Regions from separate parts of the Nomascus leucogenys genome. Here region 2 is linked to region 1. Evidence: chromatin contacts called from public Hi-C data. All regions are on one chromosome and are shown on one strand. The core of a region is the stretch at or near the end of the contact, and the rest is flanking DNA. Distances in the headings are between cores, read along the strand shown. Region 1 holds the start of PIM1 (serine/threonine-protein kinase pim-1). Region 2 has its middle 35 kb from the start of PIM1.

The links. A called contact is a pair of places that touch in the nucleus more often than the background predicts.
Region 2: a contact with region 1 is called in a Hi-C map of an unstated tissue, with 2.3 times the contacts expected there. The contact joins the enhancer-like site here to the promoter of PIM1 in region 1. A contact is called at or near these places in 2 of 4 Hi-C or Micro-C datasets (a lymphoblastoid cell line and an unstated tissue).

The regions. Positions count from the first base shown.
Region 1 is chr17:808,560-811,328 of Asia_NLE_v1, forward strand. PIM1 (serine/threonine-protein kinase pim-1) reads left to right here and starts at 1,435. Exons shown (of 6, transcript XM_012496573.2): 1 at 1,435-1,928; 2 at 2,045-2,151; 3 at 2,254-2,304; 4 at 2,397-2,763. The coding sequence starts at 1,847.
Region 2 is chr17:843,525-846,293 of Asia_NLE_v1, forward strand. No RefSeq gene overlaps it. Among named protein-coding and RNA genes, the nearest start is that of PIM1, 35 kb to the left of the region's middle. Within about 2 kb of position 1,322, the one cell type or tissue checked has an H3K27ac peak away from gene starts, as active enhancers do. A contact at or near this core is called in a lymphoblastoid cell line, where this site is marked.

The sequences.
Region 1 (2,769 bases), core at 185-2,684:
CATTTAAATTCACTAATGACAGCTATAGGGATCCTGATTTTTCCTTTAAATGGCAGGCACTTCAAAAAATTAAAATAGAATGTAGTTAGCTTTCAATTACTTAGGTCACTGACAATTCAATTTATGGATTATATAGTATTTTAATTTACTCATTTCACACGTCGTTACCAACTCTACATGAAGTTTAAAAGGACAAAGGATGCAAGTGGAATTGGTCAGTGTTCCGGGTTATTTCCAAGGGAGGCAGAGGGTGGGGGGTTTCCTTTGAGACAAGACTTGGGGTTGGCCAATAATTGCTGGTATTGCCTGCCTGGTAATACCAGGCTGATGAAAAGGTGACTACAACGTGAAAACTGGTTAAATCAAGCGCGCCCTCCCACCCTCGTTTTAGATGAGGAATTTTCCGCCCTCACAGAAGGGGCTGAGGCAGCATCTGGCATCACAACACTAACATTTGCTTCGTGATTTCCTCTTTACCCGGCCCTTTGACACACATCCCTTCGCAGGAATCAGGATTCGCTGGTGCTTTTGCATTTCTAAAATGGGAATCCCGGGGCTGAGCTTTTAGCCGGCCGGAACGACTGAGGGCTGCATCCCTTTCCCGCAGGAGCAGGGCTCCCGCCTCCAGTTCTGTTCCAGGCCTGACTCCTCCACTCCCTCCGTGACTCATGTCCTGCGGATCCTTCGCCCCCGACGCGCCCCCCAACACACAAACCCCCAGAATCCGCCCCCAGCCTACAGCGCGACGTCAGCCCGCCCCAGCCGACTTGGAGGTCTCGGGTCTGAGTCACACAGAAAGACCACCCTCGTCGGCATCCCCACACACAGTCCGACACCCGGCGCGCCGGCCTCCCCGCCTGACACACCAACGCCCGTCGTCTCCGCGCAACTTGTTATGCTCCGGCTCGAGCCCTTGACCCAAAAACCTCAGCGAAACGGAGAGCCGCAGAGCCGGCCTCGGGCGGCCTTTGATGGCTTTGTTATTGTTTGGGTTTGAATCGATACGCCCCTCCCCATCCTTCCTCCCTCGCGGCCCTACACCCAGCTCCCGCCTCCCCTCACGCCCCGCGCCCCTCCCCCTCCATTTTGGCGCCTTTTCCTTCCCGCCACGTCGTGGCGGCGTAGAGACCATTCTGACCGCGGGAGCGGGGCGGGGCGGGGCGGGGCGGGGCGGGGCGCGCCGAGTTATGCAGATCAGTCGGCTTCTGGTTGGCTGGAGAGCGCTGGCGGGGGCGGGGCCGGGGCGCGGCCACGGAGCGCGCGGGGCGGAGGCCGAGGGGAGTCGCCCAGTCCCGCCGCTTCCCCACCCCCTCTCCTCCCTCGGCCGGCCCGGCAGCCCTGCTCCCCGCCTTGGCCTCCCGGAGAGGCCCCGCCCTGTCCCCGCCCGCCGCGCCCTCCCCGCGCGCCCTCCCCGCCGGCGCGCTCCTCCCCTTTACTCCTGGCTGTGGGGCGAGCCGGGCGTCTGCTGCAGCGGCCGCGGTGGCTGAGGAGGCCCGAGAGGAGTCGGTGGCAGCAGCGGCGGCGGCGGGACCGGCAGCAGCAGCAGCAGCAGCAGCCACTAGCCTCCTGCCCCGCGGCGCTGCCGCACGAGCCCCACGAGCCGCTCACCCCGCCGCTCTCAGCGCTGCCCGACCCCGCTGGCGCGCCCTCCCGCCGCCAGTCCCGGCAGCGCCCTCAGTTGTCCTCCGACTCGCCCTCGGCCTTCCGCGCCAGCCGCAGCCACAGCCGCAACGCCACCCGCAGCCACAGCCACAGCCCCAGGCATAGCCTTCGGCACAGCCCCGGCTCCGGCTCCTGCTGCAGCCCCTCTGGGCACCGTCCCTGCGCCGACATCCTGGAGGTTGGGATGCTCTTGTCCAAAATCAACTCGCTTGCCCACCTGCGCGCCGCGCCCTGCAGCGACCTGCACGCCACCAAGCTGGCGCCCGGTGAGAGCACCTCCCCGCCTCCGGCCCGGGGATGCGGGGCGGCGGCGGGATCTCCTGGGTGGGGAGCTGGCGGCTCGCGGGCCGGCACTGAGTCCCCGTGCCTCCGCCTTTCCTAGGCAAGGAGAAGGAGCCCCTGGAGTCGCAGTACCAGGTGGGCCCGCTACTGGGCAGCGGCGGCTTCGGCTCGGTCTACTCAGGCATCCGCGTCTCCGACAACTTGCCGGTGAGTGGGCGCCTCGCGGTGGGGAGGGCGCGCCGGGCGGGGGGCGCACGGCCGTGCTTTAGCCCGGACGAGGGGACCTGACGGAGACTCTGGGGCTTCCAGGTGGCCATCAAACACGTGGAGAAGGACCGGATTTCCGACTGGGGAGAGCTGGTGAGTGCCCTCCAGGAGCGACCCCCAGGATGCGTGGGTGGGGTGAGGGCGCCCCCGACTCCCGCCCTAACGCGGCCCCCTCGCCCCTGCAGCCTAATGGCACCCGAGTGCCCATGGAAGTGGTCCTGCTGAAGAAGGTGAGCTCGGGTTTCTCCGGCGTCATTAGGCTCCTGGACTGGTTCGAGAGGCCCGACAGTTTCGTTCTGATCCTGGAGAGACCCGAGCCGGTGCAAGATCTCTTCGACTTTATCACGGAAAGGGGGGCCCTGCAAGAGGAGCTGGCCCGCAGCTTCTTCTGGCAGGTGCTGGAGGCCGTGCGGCACTGCCACAACTGCGGGGTGCTCCACCGCGACATCAAGGACGAAAACATCCTTATCGACCTCAATCGCGGCGAGCTCAAGCTCATCGACTTCGGGTCGGGGGCGCTGCTCAAGGACACCGTCTACACGGACTTCGATGGTGAGC
Region 2 (2,769 bases), core at 72-2,571, 35 kb after region 1:
GTATCCTTGGTAAGAGGCAGAAGGAGATTTTAAAAACATGTAAAGTCTGACAAAATTTTGAGTTTTGTGTATCTTTAATATGAAAGTTATTTCTGATAATCGCCAAGTAATTATTTAACTCAGTCTTTTACATATACACAAGCACACACACACACACAAGCACAGACATACAAACATACACACAGACACAACATACACAAATACACACTCATATTCACATACACAAACACAGATACCCAAACATACACACAGACACAACATATACAAATACACGCACATACTCACACAAACACAGACACACAGACACAACATACACAAATACACACACATATTCACATACGCAAACACAGATACACAAACATACACACATAGACACAACAGACACAAATACAAGCATGCACGTGCACAAACCCAGATTGCAAACATACACACAGACCCGAATGCATACATTCACACACACAATACAGATGCACAGACACACACAATCATACACCAAACACACATGCATAAAACCCTTGTTTCCTAAGCAAACTAACACAGGAACAGAAAAAAAATACCGCGTGTTCTCCCTTGCAAGTGGGAGCTGAACACTGAGTACATATGGACACGAAGAAGGGAACAGCAGACATTGGGGCCTACTAGAGGGTGGAAGGTTGGAGAAGGGTGAGGATCACAAAACTGGGGAATCCAGCCAGGTGCAGTGACTCATACTTGTAATCCCAGCACTTTGAGAGGCCAAGGCCAGCAGATCACTTGAGGTCAGGAGTCCGAGACCATCCTGGCCAACGTGGTGAAACCCTTTCTCTACTAAAAATACAAAAATTAGCCGGGCATGGTGGTGAGTGCCTGTAATCCCAGCTACTCGGGAGGCTGAGGCAAGAGAATCACTTGAACCCAGGAGGTGGAGGTTGCAGTGAGCCGAGATCACACCCCTGTACTCCAGAGCCTGGGCTACAGAGTGAGATTCCATCTCAAAAAAAAAAAAAAAAAAAAGAAAAGAAAAGAAAAGAAATCTGCACACGTGCCCTTGAATCTAAAGTAAAATTAAAAAAATAATAACAAAAGAGATGTAAAACAAAACAAAAAAATCCCCTGTTAATGAAACAAAATATGATCAGAGGCATTTGTAAAAACTATTTCCCAGGGAATAAAATCATAATTTATTTGTGGGAAAAAAGTAAGCATTTAAATGAGTCCCTCTTTTACTAATAGCTGGTGAGAGGACGACACGGGAGGGAGGCTGGGAGTGCTTCCCTGCGCATCTTCCCTGTGTGTCTGCGAGTCAGGGGCTCAGTCCTTGTCTCCAGGCAGCCTCCTCCAGGGCTGGCTCCCAGGGCCCTTCATAAAACACTTGCTGGGTGGAGAGAGGGATGCAGTGGGGCTTGGGGGGAAGCAAAGCTTCAGTCCGTGTGTACAGACCAACAGTCAGAAGACACTGAGGAGGCCGGGCACAGTGGTTCACGCCTGTAATCCCAACACTTTGGAAGGCAGAGCCTGGAGGATCACATGAGCCCAGAAGTTCAAGACAAGCCCGGGCAACATAGCGAAACCCTGTCTCTACAGAAAAATACAAAAATTAGTCAGGCGTGGTGGCATGCACCTGTAGTCCCAGCTACTCAGGTGGCTGAAGCGGGATCACTTGAGCCTGGTGCCACTGCACTCCAGCCTGGGTGACACAGCAAAAACATTTTAAAAAAATTAAAAAAAAAAAAAAAAGAGACTGAAGAAAGGTAGCAATCCATGTGGGGAGGACTAGGGGAAAGGAGGCCAGGGAAATGAAGAGTGAAAGCCGTGAGGTGAAAAGAAGTAAACCTCATGGAAACATTGACACATCTTGAACCAGTGGGAGGAAGCTGACGGAGAATGAAGTTTATCCTCCGTGGGACACTATTGCTAGAAATGACTTGGAGTTAAAGGCAGCCACAGTCAGGTGGGAAAGTTGCTGAAGAAATATTTGGTGGTTAGACACCTAAGAGCAGAGGCCGTGGGAAAGCGGAGACCCTCTTCTCTCTGGGGAAGTTCCATGCCTGCTTGCTTCCTCTTGACACCATCATCCCCTGCACACAGCCCCTCCTGTCACCCTAGGTGGAAATGACTGAAAAACGCTTACAGATCTGCTATCCCAGGGGTACCTGCACCTTCTCAGGCTCCCAACTTTCCTTTTCCTCCCTCCTTTCTTTTTTCTTTTTCTTTCTTTTTTTTTTTTTTTTTGACACATGGTCTCACTGTCACCCAGGCGGAGTGCAGTGGCACAATCTTGGCTCAATGCAACCTCTGCCTCCCAGGCTCAAGTGATCCGCCCACTTCAGACTTCCAAGTAGTTGGGATATAGGCACGCACCACCAGCCAAACCATGTTTGGCTAATTTTAATTTTAATTTTTATTTTTTTGAGACAAAGTCTTGCCCTGTCACCCAGGCTGGAGTGCAGTGGAGTGATCTCGGCTCACTGCAACCTCCACCTCCCGGGTTCCAGCGATTTTCCTGCCTCAGGCTCCTGAGTAGCTGGGGCTACAGGCACCCAGCACCATGCCCAGCTAATTTTTGTATTTTTTGGTAGAGACGGGGTTTTGACATGTTGGCCACGTTGGTCTCAAACTCCTGAACTCAAATGATCTGCCCGAACTCAAAGTGCTGGGATTACAGGCGTGGCATGAGCCACCGTGCCCGGCCTAATTTTTAAATTTTTTGTAGAGATGAAGTCTTACTATATTGCCCAGGCTGGTCTTGAACCCCTGGGCTCAAGCCATCCTCCTGCCTCAGCTTCCCAA